Regions from separate parts of the Rattus norvegicus genome. Here region 1 is linked to region 2. The links are chromatin contacts, called in public Hi-C maps. All regions are on one chromosome and are shown on one strand. The core of a region is the stretch at or near the end of the contact, and the rest is flanking DNA. Distances in the headings are between cores, read along the strand shown. Region 1 holds the start of Adamts15 (ADAM metallopeptidase with thrombospondin type 1 motif, 15). Region 2 overlaps LOC134480009 (a long non-coding RNA gene).

Evidence for each region. A called contact is a pair of places that touch in the nucleus more often than the background predicts.
Region 1: a Hi-C map of Schwann cells shows a contact between it and region 2, with 3 times the contacts expected there. The contact joins the promoter of Adamts15 here to the enhancer-like site in region 2. A contact is called at or near these places in 4 of 12 Hi-C or Micro-C datasets (Schwann cells, liver, mammary epithelial cells and 1 more).

What each region holds. Positions count from the first base shown.
Region 1 is chr8:37,583,124-37,590,741 of GRCr8, forward strand. It overlaps Adamts15 (ADAM metallopeptidase with thrombospondin type 1 motif, 15), which reads right to left and starts at 6,323. Exons shown (of 8, transcript NM_001106810.1): 1 at 5,046-6,323. The coding sequence starts at 6,002.
Region 2 is chr8:37,459,184-37,466,334 of GRCr8, forward strand. It overlaps LOC134480009 (a long non-coding RNA gene), which reads right to left. Exons shown (of 2, transcript XR_010054110.1): 2 at 1-7,151. Among named protein-coding and RNA genes, the nearest start is that of Adamts15, 130 kb to the right of the region's middle. Within about 2 kb of position 4,773, at least 15 of the 93 cell types and tissues checked have an H3K27ac peak or open chromatin away from gene starts, as enhancers often do. A contact at or near this core is called in Schwann cells, where this site is marked.

The sequences.
Region 1 (7,618 bases), core at 5,073-7,572, 130 kb after region 2:
GAGCTCTAGCTGGGATTCCTTATCGCTTCTGGAGTACAACTATTCCGAGACGAAGATGCAGAAGATACTCAAGAAGGAATGATCAGCCGCCCTAGACCACCAGGTCAAGACAGTGCTGGTGATCATAGGTAGGGAGAGCCCGGGGGAGAGGGAACTGGTTAGATTAAAGGCTAACAGTGGCATATGATATAGGCCATGCTGGTTGAACAAGCGACTGGCTCCTTGCCTCACACCTGCATAGACACTGACCCTGTCCCAGCTGTGCACCCTGTCTTCTGACTCCAGAGTGGATTAACATGCTCCTTGAAGGGGCCCTACCTTTCGCTAGGGCAAAGCCTCTCGGCAGAGATCCAAGGAGAAGTGCCAGAAGAAATCAACACTGAAGTCTGACAGCCTGAACGTTGGATTAATAGTCCCCAGGCCGAGGCAAAGTACCCAAGTACTCTATAGCTTCGAGCAGCCCACACTTCCCCCTGAACCCTCCATGCACTTGATGAACCACCAGATACATGGGCCTGTGCGGGGCTACAAAGATATGACGTGATCCCTGCCTTAAAGGGATTGGCAAGTACTGGCACCCATAATCCCCACACAAATACAAAGGTATTAATCAGGCAAGTAGGATTGCAAGGGCAATGAGATAGAATGCTTTAAATCAAGACTATCTTAAATTTACATTTTGGCAAGGGAATCTGTATGTACTTGTGGAAGAACAAGAAACATAGCTAGAGAAACTGCTGAGGTAATACAAATGAGAAATGCTCCCATTGGATGACTATGCTAGATGATAAAGAGCTCATCCTCAAAATGGCCCCCACAAGGGAGTATCATGCCGGCTAAAGATGAGGAAAGCAGAGTTCAAATAGACTCACATTCCAGTGACAGGAAGTCCAAGTGCTGAGATTCTAACTCGGCTCTACTCAACTCCAAGCCAGTGGCCTTTTCATTGGACCATGTGTCCAAGTCAAGGAATCAAGACACAGTGGGAAGCGCACTGAGGTGTGGAGGGAAGAAAACAGCCATGGCGGAGTTCAAAGGAAGGTAGAGAGCAATACCTAAGGAAGGAGAGATTGCTTTGGTCAACTAACCCTGTGTTAAAAAGAAGGATTGGAGCCGGAGAGATGGCTCAATCGTTAAAAGCACTTTCAGTTCCCAGCATCCACATGGTGGCTCACACCATCCAGAACTCCGGTTCCACAGGATCCAAAGCCTTCTTGTGACTCAGGAAGGTACCAAGAGCACCCGTGATGCTCATGCACACATGTGGTGAATCATCTAATGCACATAAAATAAACAATGTTTTTAACAAAAGCAGTGGGTGAAAGGAAGGAGGATGAGGCAGGAGGATGAGGACTTTGAAGCCAACCTGAGCTGTGTCGTAAGAAAATATGAAGTAAGAATATGAAGAGGGTGGGGAGGGAGCAAGTAAAGAAGGGCCCCTCTCTCCTAATAGCTTCCAAAGTCTGACTTCAGAACAGAGCCTGATGCAATAGCAATTCCTTCTCACCATGTCGGGAGGTGGATATAAAACACGAATCGTCACTTTACAACTCATAGCTGTTAATCTGAACACTGAATGCACTACCCACTGCAAGTACTTGATTCATAGCAAACATCAAGCTCTGCTTCCTTAAAGATTCTGCTCTGCACAGTATAGAAAACATCCCACTCCGTGCCCAACACATAGGATCTGGAAAAATGGCTTAACAGTTAAGAGCACATACTGATCTGAGCTCAGTTCCCAGCTCCCAAGTCAAGCAGCACAAAACCACTTATGACTCCAGCTTTAGGGGGAATCTTACATGTCTGACCTCCAAGGGCAGATACACTCATTCGCACATGCACATGCGGGTGTCACACACACACACACACACACACACACACACACACACACACACACACACACACACCAGTCCTCCCCCAGAAAATATGGCACCGCTCAAAACCAAATACCACAATAATCAATGTCAGGCTTCGGGGTTGTGAACGGGAAAGTTTGGAGTGTGGATGAAGACTGTAAGACAGTGGAGTCCACCTCGATAATCCCCAAAGGAGGAAGAAGGGAAGGAGAATGCTGTGAAATGACACTGAGCAAAGAGAAATAAAATGCGTGAAAGCAGGAGGGAGATGTAAAGTGCAAGTCATAAAAAGGAAAATGAAGTCATGTCAGAAGAGGGAACATTACAAATAGCGAAGCAGTTGGAGAGAAGGTCATTTATAACAGAGATAGACAGCTCCTCACTCCAGTGCTCCATAAGCCAGGAACCCTTTCTGCACAGAGAGAGAGAGAGAGAGAGAGAGAGAGAGAGAGAGAGAGAGAGAGAGAGAGAGAGAGGGCCCCACAGGGAAGCACTTAACATACTATGCTGTGATTGACAGCTCTTGGTCACACTGACAGTTCCTACGAGGGCTTGGGCCACACCTTCTTAGAATGAACAGCTCCAGCCAGAATGGTACCTGAAAGTCACAGATGCACAAGAGAACGAAGGAATGAATGGACAAAAGCCATTTGTACCACAAAGGGTTACAGAAGCAGCAGAGGCACTGGGCCTAAGAACAGGGGGGGGGGGGGGGGGGCTCAGCAAACCAGGGCCTAAGGAGTCACAGCAGTAAGTACCTGGCATCTGCAGCCCCCATGCAAGGAGAAGCCAGAGAAGTCGCACTCTTCGCAGACATAAATGAGAAGGACTCTGGCTCGATCTGTTCCTGGGCTGACCTCACCCTGCTGTTAGGAGCCTGGATGCTGGCTGCTTTGCAAAATCAGATGTGCTCTCTTTGTCCACGAGCTTATTCTGAATCCTTACAGAAACTCTTCCAATTGTCAAAACACTTGCTGTATGATCAATGTATTCTCTCTTCCGGACAGCTAAGGTTCCTGGAGACCACATTTGTCTTGGTCTAGAAAGAACAGCTGTTTGCCCGTGTTCTCATCCAATACTGTACCTTCCCCGGGGAGATTTGTGGGAGGAGGGGTTGTGCCTCAGGAATGAGATGTTCCTAGGACTCTGAGAGCACGGCAGGCCCCAAAATCCGAGCTGGTGAGGAGGTGGGGGAGGAGCTGTTTATCCAAGCTTGACACTGGAACCTTGATGACCCTCTAGCTTTACCCTCTAAATACCTAAGAGAAAACCAGCTTCTCACACTCACATCCACACATCACCGCTCCTGACCCAAGTGGCCGTGCTGCTTTTACCCACTATGCTCAGATGACATGGCCCACTGGGGGACCACCACTGAGAAACAGAAGCTGCCATGCTGTTTGATTGCTTCTTCAGAAAGACCACCTCTTCTGATGGAGCGGCCTACTTTCCCAGCGGGGGCTCTTCTCGGGGTGGGCTCCAAAAGTCAGCCTTAACTGGACTGAGCTCTGATACTCTAGAGCCAGGGAGTGACCTCCACAGGGTCATCTCAGGTAGCGGAAGGGACAGCAGCTGCTTCACTCATTAAGATATCCTGTCCTTGGCCTTTGCTTTTTCTCCCAGCAACCTGGGTGCAGAAGCTGAAGCCTCTTCCGCAGTTTCCCCGTGACTCAAGCAGGGCTTCTAGGGCTGGGGCTGCGGCCGCTCAACAGACCTCAGTTGGAAGAATGAGCACAAGGAAACAAGGCTCGGGCCAAAGACCTCCCTAGAGAAACCAGGTGGTGGGAGGAGAAGAGGCTGGGAAAGGAGGAAGTTCCAGCGCAAGAAAGGACTAGCCGTGCCAAATGGGTTACTGTGGAAGACTCCGGCTCCAGCTCGTGGGCGCCAGACCAACTCTAAGTGGCCGTTTAGAAACAAGGAGACTGAGAGCCATGGAGGTAACAAAGAACCCTGTACGGTGGCCAGAATGCCGTGGTTCTGATGATAAAAAATAAATAAAAACAAGGATGCTGCAGGGATTCAAATCACAGCTCCAAAATCAGAGAAAGCAGGGCATTTGGATGACTCTTCTCCAGCGTCTAAAGAATTTCAGGAATCCAGATCTTCACAGCACCCAACTTTTAGGTGAACATTTAGGGATCTAAATGTTCACAGGTTAATAGCTTCTTGAGATAGAAGATCTGCTAAAGACGCTAGGAAGGCAGGGCTCTCTTCCCACATCTAGATCTGTCTCTAGTCCCATCTTCCCAAGCCTGCAGCTGGACTGTCCAAATACTCTCGACTAGGCTCACACCACCTTGCACAAGGGCAGAGCAGAAGTCCTGCCCTCGACGGAGGGTCTTCGGACTAAAGCGTAAGCACTCTTACCTGCTCTACTGCTTAGAACACAGCTAGGTGAACAGGTCACCATCTACTAACAAGGATCAGAGAAAACTGAAAGGCAGTTTCCCCAGCTCAATTCTAAGTGAAGCTCCAAGTGAAATGGCTCCAGTTCCAACAGGTGGCCTTCCGAGACTGCGCGCTAGGAATCCTATGGACAAGGCCCAACAGAAAAGGATGTAGGGAAAAGCGGCGGTGGAGCGTATACTCAAGTCTGGCCTTTCACAGCAACTCACAAACTATTGCCATGATCCCCTCCATCTCAATCCAGGATTCCCAGTCCCAAGATAGAGAAAGAACGACATGTTGCCCACTAGAAATGTAGCGGGCACTGACCTTGAATCTCCTTCCAGTACTCCATCCAGCAAACGTTAGCCTGCTAGGAGACGTCAGAGAAAACTTAGCCACCCACAGAGGAGAGGGGAACGAGTTCCCATTCCCACCATCTACAACATCATCCTCATAGCGCCTCCTATCGGCCTCTAAGACAAACTGCAGCTCAGGGGCGGCAACTTCCCAGGTTCCAGCCCCTCAGTGCCTGGTCCAGAAGGCGCTGATTGGCCCCATCAGGACAACACCTTCGGAAAAAAGCAGGATCTCCTCCAACCTCCCAGAAACACATGAGGTGGAAGCTCTGCTGAGCCTAGGAGAGGACTCTATTTAGAACTTCCATTGCTAGGATTCGAAAGAAACCAGTTTAAAGGGGACATTGGGTGTCTCCAAAGGGGACAAGGATCTTTGGAGTTCTAAACTCAATGACCCTAAGAAAAATAGGGTTGAACCCAAAGAGGTGACAGATCAACTCACCTGTCTGGTGAAGAGGATGGCTGTGTCCCAGTACTCGGGGTGCTTGTCGCTCACTTTGTTCAACTTTTTCTGCCAGGCACAGAAGTTGCGCAGAGTCAGGGCCGCGTTGCCTGTGACCTTGGGCCCAGTGTCACGATCTCCTAAGAGTAACACCTTGACCACAACGATGTTGATAGGGTTGAGGATGCTGGGGTGGCGGTAGAGTCGCGCCGCCGTGGCCAGCAGCGTCAGCAGATAATGTTCCAAATCCGCGCCGTGAAACTTGACCATTGACTCGTCCGCCACCACCAGTGTCTCCACGTACCGTGGTATAGACACGAAGCGCTTGGCGCGCCCAGACCTGCGCCGGTTGTGGCTTTCGCCCACGCCCGTCCGCCGTGGTTTATAAGGGTCCAAGGCCCTCAGGATGGCGGGGTTCCAGCCCGAGGCCACCCCGCAGCGAGAGGTAGGGTCTCCGGAAGGCCCTACGGGAGCACCCCGGCGCTGGAGAAGGTGTGCGCCCTGGCTATGACGCTGCGCCTCAGGCGCGCTGGTGTTGGGCAGAGGGCTAATGACATACTCCGCACCTTGGTAGCCAAAGGCTCCGCGGAGACCCCCGCATAGGCTTACAGCAGCAAAGGAGTCTGGCTCCGCGTTCACATACCCGGAATAGAAGCAGCGTCGCAGGTCTAGAGAGCTGCCAGTGAGCCTCTGCAGGGGGACACCTAGATACTCAGTAGCAAAGGCGGGAGCCAGGAACTGGGCATCTGGCGTCAGGTGTAGATAAAAGTCCTGCTGAAAAGCTGTGATCTGAAAAATGAGACCCTGATCCCCGGAGTCCTCCGTACCCCTCCTGTAGTAGTGGCGGCCATTGATGTCCGGGTCCCGTCGGATTGGAACGACCACCTCCCACTCTGGCTCGGAGCTGCTAGCAGGTCGCCAGGCAAGAGCCAGGATTGAGATGCCCAGTAGAAGCATGGCGCCGGGCCGCGCACAGACGCGCTCTGGGATGAAACTTAGCCCGGCTCCCACGGCAAGCACTGTCCCCTTGTAGCCCACACACCAACGCCCGGGACAATGGGCAGTTCCCAGAAAGGACAGCCAACCAAGTCCGGGAGACTCCTCCCAGAACAGCGAGCGTGCACAGGGCAGCCCGCGCCTCCTACCTGTTCCTCCCTAAGCAAAACGCGCTCTGGGAGCTCTAGTAGGATCGCTGTCAAGTGCACAGGCGAAAATTTGCGGTGGAGAAGTGACGCGAGGTGGCGGGCTGCTCTGCGAACCGTAGCCGTTCGCGGTGCAGCAAACTAGGCGCTGGGCGAGCCTATTAAAGGCCCCCTCCTCTTTGGACTGCCCAGTCAGCGCCCCTCCCCTAACTCCTCTCCCAGCCTCCCAGAGCTCGCAGCCTGGAGCCTCCAGGGGCCACTGGAGAACTCGGTCCCGCCTCCTGAGCAAGAGCCACTTGGAGGGGAGGGAGTGGCGTTATGCTGAGGCAGGAGGCGTGGGCTGACCTAAGAAACGAACGCTGGAACCTACTCGCGGTTTTTTGCGCTAGGTACCCCAGTGAAGAGATGCATCAGTTACTACTGCCTTGTGGACATCTGTGAACTCCCTGAGTCTTAGCCTTCCCAAGGCAGCTGGCTCCGGGAGCACAGCACTGACCTCCTTTTCCAGACCCACCTCTTTCCTCCCATTGCAAAAGCTCCCACCCTGCTTCTTAACCATCAAGTCTCCAAACGGACCTCAAACTGAGGAGGGCCCTTTAAACGTCCTAGTGTTGGGAGAACAACCTTCAAGAAATACAGCCAGTCCTTCTTGAACCCAGAGCCACCCGGGCCCACAGGGGCTGCCCTGTGGGGTCAGCACTGTGCTAGATGGGCTCAGACCAGACTCCCGGGTTTTCAGGATCTCTGCCAGGCAGATGTTAAATGCAACCATCATTTAAAACTAAATGATATAAGCTTATAACTAAATAAATTGCATTTTAAAACAAAGATGATAAACTCTCAAAACTCCATCACTTCCTAACTATCTGATTGTTGTCTCTGGTCCTGAGCCACTGAGGCCTTCAACCCCCCGCCCCCCAACACACACAGCCCAGAGCTTCCAGAAAAGAGCAGAAGAAGGTGGGAATTCTTTTTTTTTTTTTTTTTTTTTTTTGGTTCTTTTTTTCGGAGCTGGGGACCGAACCCAGGGCCTTGCGCTTCCTAGGCAAGTGCTCTACCACTGAGCTAAATCCCCAGCCCCGAAGGTGGGAATTCAAATGGACTTCCACTTAGTGTCTCCATCTCCCCATACAGCCACATAGCAATTGGCTTTCAAACTAGGTCCTGGTGGAGGTACAGCTAGTGCTAGCTAGCAGGGCTTGAAGAGAGGTGGCAAGCCCTTAATACACACATTTATTAGTATCCTAGTGCCTGAAGGGAACAGACAAGCAAATGCTGGCTGTCTTCTAGCGGGGCGAGCCAACAGACTGGTGGGCAATAGAAAGTAGACCTTGCGTCCTCTGTATGTATTTTGATCCTCACCCAAGTGTAGGGCAAGGCACTGGAATAGAAGACTGAGTGTGGATCAGCCGGAGAAAGCACAATCACCAC
Region 2 (7,151 bases), core at 3,523-6,022:
GTGGGACTTCCACACTCATGCAAAATACAATCTGATACTGATGGATTTTAAAGGACATGGGGACATAAAGTTGGAAGTGGATCGAGGCTCCAAGAAGGGTTAGAAGGGAAAGCAGGGGGTTATGAATATGAGCAAATATATTTTAAATAAAAATAATCAATAGATTTAAAAGACATGTCATTTTAAAAACAAAAGGTGGGGGGCTGGAGAGATGGCTCAGTGGTCATGGCTGCTCTTCCAGAGGTCATGAGTTCAATTCCCAGTTCCCATGTAGTGGCTCACAAAAACAAAAGGTGGGGTCCTTGAGAGATGACAGGTCCTAAGAGCTGTTTACCTGTTCCAAGATGCAGAGAGAGGCACAGACCACGACATAAAGACTAATGCCCCGACTAGATATTGAATTTGTAGATATCCAATATGGTGGTAACTGTAATACTGACTGGATTTCTCAGTCTCTAGAACTATAAGACATGGGTTGATGTTGTTTGTAATTAATGAATCTATAAGATACTTTATAATAGCCCAAGTGGATAAAATCAATATTTTGACCCAAATTCCCCATACAAGATAGAAATCAGAGTGGACCCCAGCCCCAACACTTTTTTGGTCTGACTCCAACCCCTGTGAGTAACACTGGGTTTTCACATCAGATATGCTTTAAACATTAGCTTGATCACTAGAGGAAAAAAAGAGCTATGGCCCTGTCCTGCATTACACTGCAAAGAAAATTCACCCCCTTGGCCAACCTTTAGCCCAGACATTCCACAGTTCCCAGCCTTTTAACAAAAAGAGTGCATGTTCTGACCCACACTAGGACTACACACCAAGTGGACATGACATTAGCAGAGGGAAGAACAGGCAGAGAGGGGGACAGAGAATGACATCATTAAAGCACTTCCCAGAGAGAGAGACGGCATGATGATCTGATCAGGGAAGACATGAGCTTTGCCACCCTCAGGTGAGTGTGCAATATCAACCCAAGGCTGTGGCTTGCCCTGGATATGCTACCATCGTGAAAATCTCCGGAAATCATAACCAGTCTTTTGGTGGCTTAAGGAATATGAGAGGAAGGAGCCAAAGTAACAACTTTTGAGCCTGGTTGTCCCCTGGAAAGACCGGGTTGACAATAGGAAGTTACGGTGGTCACAGTAAAGAAATTAGGAGATTGAAGAGTCTGGTGATAAAAACCTTGGCACAATGGTGGAGTATGCCTTTTGAAGACTATTCCAAAATCTAGTCCCAGCTCCACCATTTGTGTGCCATGTGGCCCCAGCTTCCTCATTTGAATTGGGGGTGTTAAAATAAACACTTTGACAGAGTGTTGGAGAACAAAATGAAACAATGTACACAAAGCACTTGGCTCCTAGCAGGTGCCCCCCCAAATATTTGTTCTGTCTTCTGAGGCTTGAAGATTCCACCAGACAGTGTTATGTTTAAAAACATATTTTTAAACAATAGAGGCCTTTGTAAAATTGTCAGGAGCTTTCCCTTAGAAGCTGTGAGGTTTGCAGTATGCAACTGGATATCATTTTAATAACTGTCTGAGCTGTGTGGTCCTATACTGGTCGGGAAGAATGCGGAAAGAAGATAGAATTCCATCAAGGTCAAAGGTCACTGGAGCTACATGGAAAAGAAATTAATATAGCCTAGGCAAAGAAAAGTAAAATCAAGTCACGTAGCAGCCTCAAATAGAGGAACAATTCCATGACCATACTAAATAAGGCTCAATGGATAGAAATAAACAAGAAGGGATGCCCTTAGTTCTTGACCTTCTCCACACGGCCAGTCCTATCACAAAGGACAAGTGCTGGTGGTCCACAGTTGTGTAGCCATACCAGGCTGTGCAGACCCGTGTGAAAGAACCAACATTCATGACAGCATGAAGTTCCCAGTGTCGACCTTAAATAAGGATGACAAGAATTCTGGCCTGCCTCATGAATTCTCTCTAAATTGCATGAGATGGCAGTCTGATCTTAACTCTGGGAATATTTAGAATTAATAATAAAATGCCTAGCAGAAAAAAAAGAGTATAACTATAACTATGTATGCATTAATAACCTATACAGTCAGTAGCAAGGATATTTATAATATTTAAGAGAACTTTGAGTATAATAAAATATACCTGCATTGAAAATTCTTATTAGAAACACATGGTCAGAGGACTGGACTAGCTCCGTGGCAGGGTGTTTGCCTAAAAGTGCTTGGTTGAGATTCCCGTGTATGTATTTAATGGGAACTTTCCCAGGTTTATATACAGTCATAACAGTTGATTAATCGTTACATGTGTAAGTTTATTTATGTTATTTATGAGTTATTTAATAAGCTGGAAGCATGATGTTGTTAAAGCTTTAAAATAAGATAAAATATTCAACTTACAAATACAGCTTTGGAAGTTTAGAGAAATTTCACACAGAGGTTGCCACACCACGCAGCACGGGCAGGCAGAGGACACCCAAACACCCAGATGTTCTCAGAGCACTCTGAGCAGGCTTGGAGAAAACACCCAGAGACACAGCTGCCACCTGCTGCAATGCCACACAGCAGCTTAGGTGAGTGGAGGACACACAGAGGCTGCCCGTGACCACGAAGAGCAGGTGGGCTGTAGATGATGCACAGAGGCCCTGCCCACAGCAAGAACCACCATGATGTGCACATATGTGCTGGACAAATGAAAAAGGAAGGGAAACAGAACAGTTTGAGCATTGTGAAGAGAGGAGACAGGAGGGTAGAGAGGGATCATGCTGCTGGGGGCCATGTCTGAGTCTGTGGCCATACAGCAGCAGGGGTCTGTGTTGATGTCCCTAGCTCCTATTAACACTAAAGACCTTGTGGATGTCCCCGGTCTGGGCAACCACCTGGGACCACATAGATGTCCAAAGCTCGTGCAGAGCTGTCTCTGACCTTCAGCTGCTGCAAGAATTGGGAGAGTGGGGCTGCATCTCGCCTGGGCAGCACAGTAGAGTTGGCCCTGATGGCAAGGGTGTGGGTAGGCTGGCCCTGCCTATCATCTGCTGACAGTGGAATAGGCACAGGGGTGATTCCCCACTTCACCCATTGCCACATGTGGTAGTCGGGACAGTTGGCCTCGGAGTCGTGAGAGTAGGAGAGCTGTCTCTACCCCCTCACCTGTTGCAGCACTTGAAGAGTGGGCCCCACACCCTAACTGGGCAGCTCGATAGAGCTGGCTCTGGTGGTGGGGATGTGGATGAGCCAGGCCTCAATGCATGAGAACAGGAAAACTGACCCTGCCTGCCTCCAGCCAGCTGCAGCACTGAGTGAGCAGTGCAGAAGAGCTCACCTGGTGGCAGAGTGTGGGAGAGCTGACAGGCTGACCAACCTAGCTACCACCCGGGCCCAGATCCAGGGCTTTGAGGTGGCCCACCCCAAAATCTACCTCATCTATGGACTGCTAGAGTGTGGGAAAGGGCCAGTCCTGCTGACCCAAAGCTGTAGGATCTCCATGACACTGGGCAACAACAAGGTAACTGAGAGAAGTCCTGGTGAGGATCCAGTATCAATGGTGGAGCACAAGCCAGAGGCCTCAAACCAGACCAGTGACTCCCTGCAGTGATCATTTCCAAGTAAAGCCGTTTGGGCAAAGGGGTATACTGTGACACACTGTGACACTCTATGACATACTGTGACACATTGTGACACTCTATGACACACTGTGACACGCTATGACACAATACAGCTTCCACAATGAGATGTTTTCTTTATTTTGTTTCTTTTCGTTTTCTTTTGGTGGGGAGGTTGTAAAAGCAGAGGGAGGACACAAGACAGGAAGATAAGAGGGACAGGGATGCAAGATGTATAACTCACAAAAAAATCAATACAAAGGTTTATTAAGTTTAGAGAAATTCCTATAAATGCCCCCCAAGTATTTACCCCAACACAGAAGATTGGTCTATTGAACCTTTGATGCAACTTTAAAGAATTAAATGTAAATTTTTCAAAACCAAAGGAACCTTTGAATACCACTGTTCCTTTAAGTAGGAGAAGTCCTCTATTTAGAAAAGGAATGAACCAGCAGCCTCAACTAACCCGGACCCCAGGGAACGTCCAGAGACTGAGCCACCAACCAGGCAGCATACACAGTTTGGTCCAAGGCTCCTGGCACATATACAGCAGAGAACTTCCTGGAGAGGATAGTGGGGAGGACTAGTGATAGGGGAGCACTCTGTCAGAGGCAAAGGGGAGGAGGAATAGGATGAGTAACTGTGGGATGGGGGGCCCAAAAGAGCAATAGCTGGAATGTAAATAAATAAAATAATGTTTAAAAGAAAGAACTAAAAAGGAATGAAATCTTAATGGGAAATTTTCAAGTAGACAGAGCAGAGCTGTCCATTTGCCACAGGGCTGGAGCCTGATCTGACCTGCAGCTTCTCTTTCAATGCCACAGTGAGGCAAGCACCCACAGTACAGTTCTATCTCCGCCATCCATACCTGGCTCACTCTCCTCAGCAGGGAGACAAGTTCACCAGCACCAGGACTAGACAAGGGGAAGGTGTACCACACAATGAGATTACCAGCTTATAATTTGCATAGCCCTGACTGGAAATGATAATCTATGAAAACTCAGGAAAAAAAATTATCTAACTGCTCTGTGATGTAGAAAGCATTTTTTAAAATGCCCACTCTGAGGGTGGTGAGACACATACATGCAGTTACATACTTTCAACCTTTGCCAAGAGCCACCAGGGATAGGCTGGGAACAAGACGCCACCCCACCCAGGTCCAGCTAGTTGTGACTGCCTATGTGATTCATGCTCAGCCAATGCCAGATATGTCAGGCATTCACAGCACAAAGGACATTGGCACAGAGTCCAGCTCTGCCCCATGCCAACTCATGGAACTTTAGGCCAAAGAACTAAGGACCACTAACCTACTATAAAGAGTAGTTGAAGGCTGATGTGGGAACATCTGGCAATATGACCAGCATATTTAGGAGACTGTCTCCATATCATATGGTCTACAAGCATACTGTAGGTTCTCATCCCTACTCTGCTAAAAGCAGACAGATAGCTCCAGGCCAACTTCTGGTCAATCCAGATAAGGAGAGCATCAGAACAGCCAGTGCACAGGAAGCCTGGCATTCTCTCCTTCACCCATGACCCTGACTGAACCCGAGGAACCAGTCATTACTCTGGAACAGATAAAACACATCTGGTTCTATTCAAACTTTCTCCCTTTCACCTCTGAAGAAGTGCATTCAAAATTCTGCAGCAATACTTGCCCACTGCCAACCCAATGTCCTTTGTTCTTCTTTCTTTTTTCCCAGTGGAAAAAATTAGCCTGGGGTCCCTGTGTTTGCACTGCATTTCTCTAGACATCTGTAGGGACATGCCTCTGAACCCCTGCAGACCCTAAGTTTAAGGGCCTTTCTTTGGCCTGAAGGTAAGACATCCTTAGAGAAGAATGGTGGCTGGTAAGTTAAGAACTCAAACTGATTCCCTGGAAGCTATACTTCATACCAACAAAATACCCTTCAAAAAGGTCAGCCCTTCTTAGACTCCCCTATCCATGGAGGATCCTCACCCAAGTAGGATTCCCATGTTTTGAATCCTGAGACTTAAAATACTCAGAAACATCTTATCACCCCCTCTTTGAGTAAGTTATAGCCTGAAGTCACAGAGCTTTCCAGAACGCTGCTGCCTTACAGTAGACTTTGAGTTTTTCCAAAAATCTACTTTTTTTTTCCTATTCTTTTTTTTTTTTTTTGGAGCTGGGGACCGAACCCAGGGCCTTGCGCTTGCTAGGCAAGCGCTCTACAACTGAGCCAAATCCCCAACCCCATCAAAAATCTACTTTTAATAAGGATTCTTAAATCCTTTAACCTCCCTTCTAGCTCACCACCCACCAGAGGTAGTGGGAAAGAAAGGTTATTAGGATACGGAGGAAGTGGACCTGTTTAGAAATAGTCCTTTGGAGCAAATCCAATCTGTGTTGTCTGTCAGGATATAACCAGCATTGCAATTCAGTAGTGTCAGGATAGAAAACAGGAATCAGCAGCGATGGCGTGACCCAGCAGAAACAGCCAGGCCCCCACAGAACATGCATCCATTCACAGGTCTGCTTTAGCAAAACATCCTTTCACCTGTGTGCCCTGGCAAAGCATCGTTTGACATAACTGACTTTCCAAAGAAACCAGTTTTCCACTTCATCTTACTCATTTCACACAGTCCCCATCTCTCTTTCAACTTGTGCACAAGATGAGCTGCCTGTTTGAAGTCCCATATGGCTTCCCTAACCCCAGAGCATTCTATTCCAGGAAACAATTCTTCTGTCTGGAGAAACACATGCTTTCAGTCTAGTAGTTTTGTGGGACTCCTGAGTGTGTGAACAAGTGGATCTCTGATGTAAGTGCCTCTTCTTGGGGCTCTTTTCCTTCTTTTGTCTTCTCCAATGTCTATGTGATGGACTTTGTTTTATCTTACGATATTTTATCTTGTTATGTTTGGTTGTTATCTCTTAGAAGCCTGTTCTTGTCTAGTGAGAGTCAGAAAGGAAGTGGATCTGGATGGGAAGGGACATAGTGAGGAACTGCGGGGAGCAGAGGGAAGGGAAACTATAATCAGGATATATTGTATGAGAAAAGAGTCTATTTTTAATAAAAGGATATTTGCTTCAATGACTATGTCCATTCACTGTTCCACTGACTAGAACCTCTTCAGAAGAATCAATCATTCCCACTCTGTTACAGGAAGTTTGGGTAACAGTGAATTCATGTTGGCTGCAGGGTGAGCCTTAAAGAAAAGCCACACAGTGGTCTGGCCTCAATGTTTACTACACAAAATACAGTCTACAACACAAAACAAAGTCTACTACACAAAACACAGTCTACCACACAAAACATAGTCTACCACACAAAACACAGTCTACCACACAAAACACAGTCTACCACACAAAACACAGTCTACCACACAAAACACAGTCTACCACACAAAACACAGTCTACTACACAAAACACAGTCTACCACACAAAACACAGTCTACCACACAAAACACAGTCTACCACACAAAACACAGTCTACTACACAAAACACAGTCTACCACACAAAACACAGTCTCGTCTACTACACAAAACACCGTCTACTACACAAAACCCAGTGAGCACTACACACATGCATGGCAGATGCATTCTTGCCCAC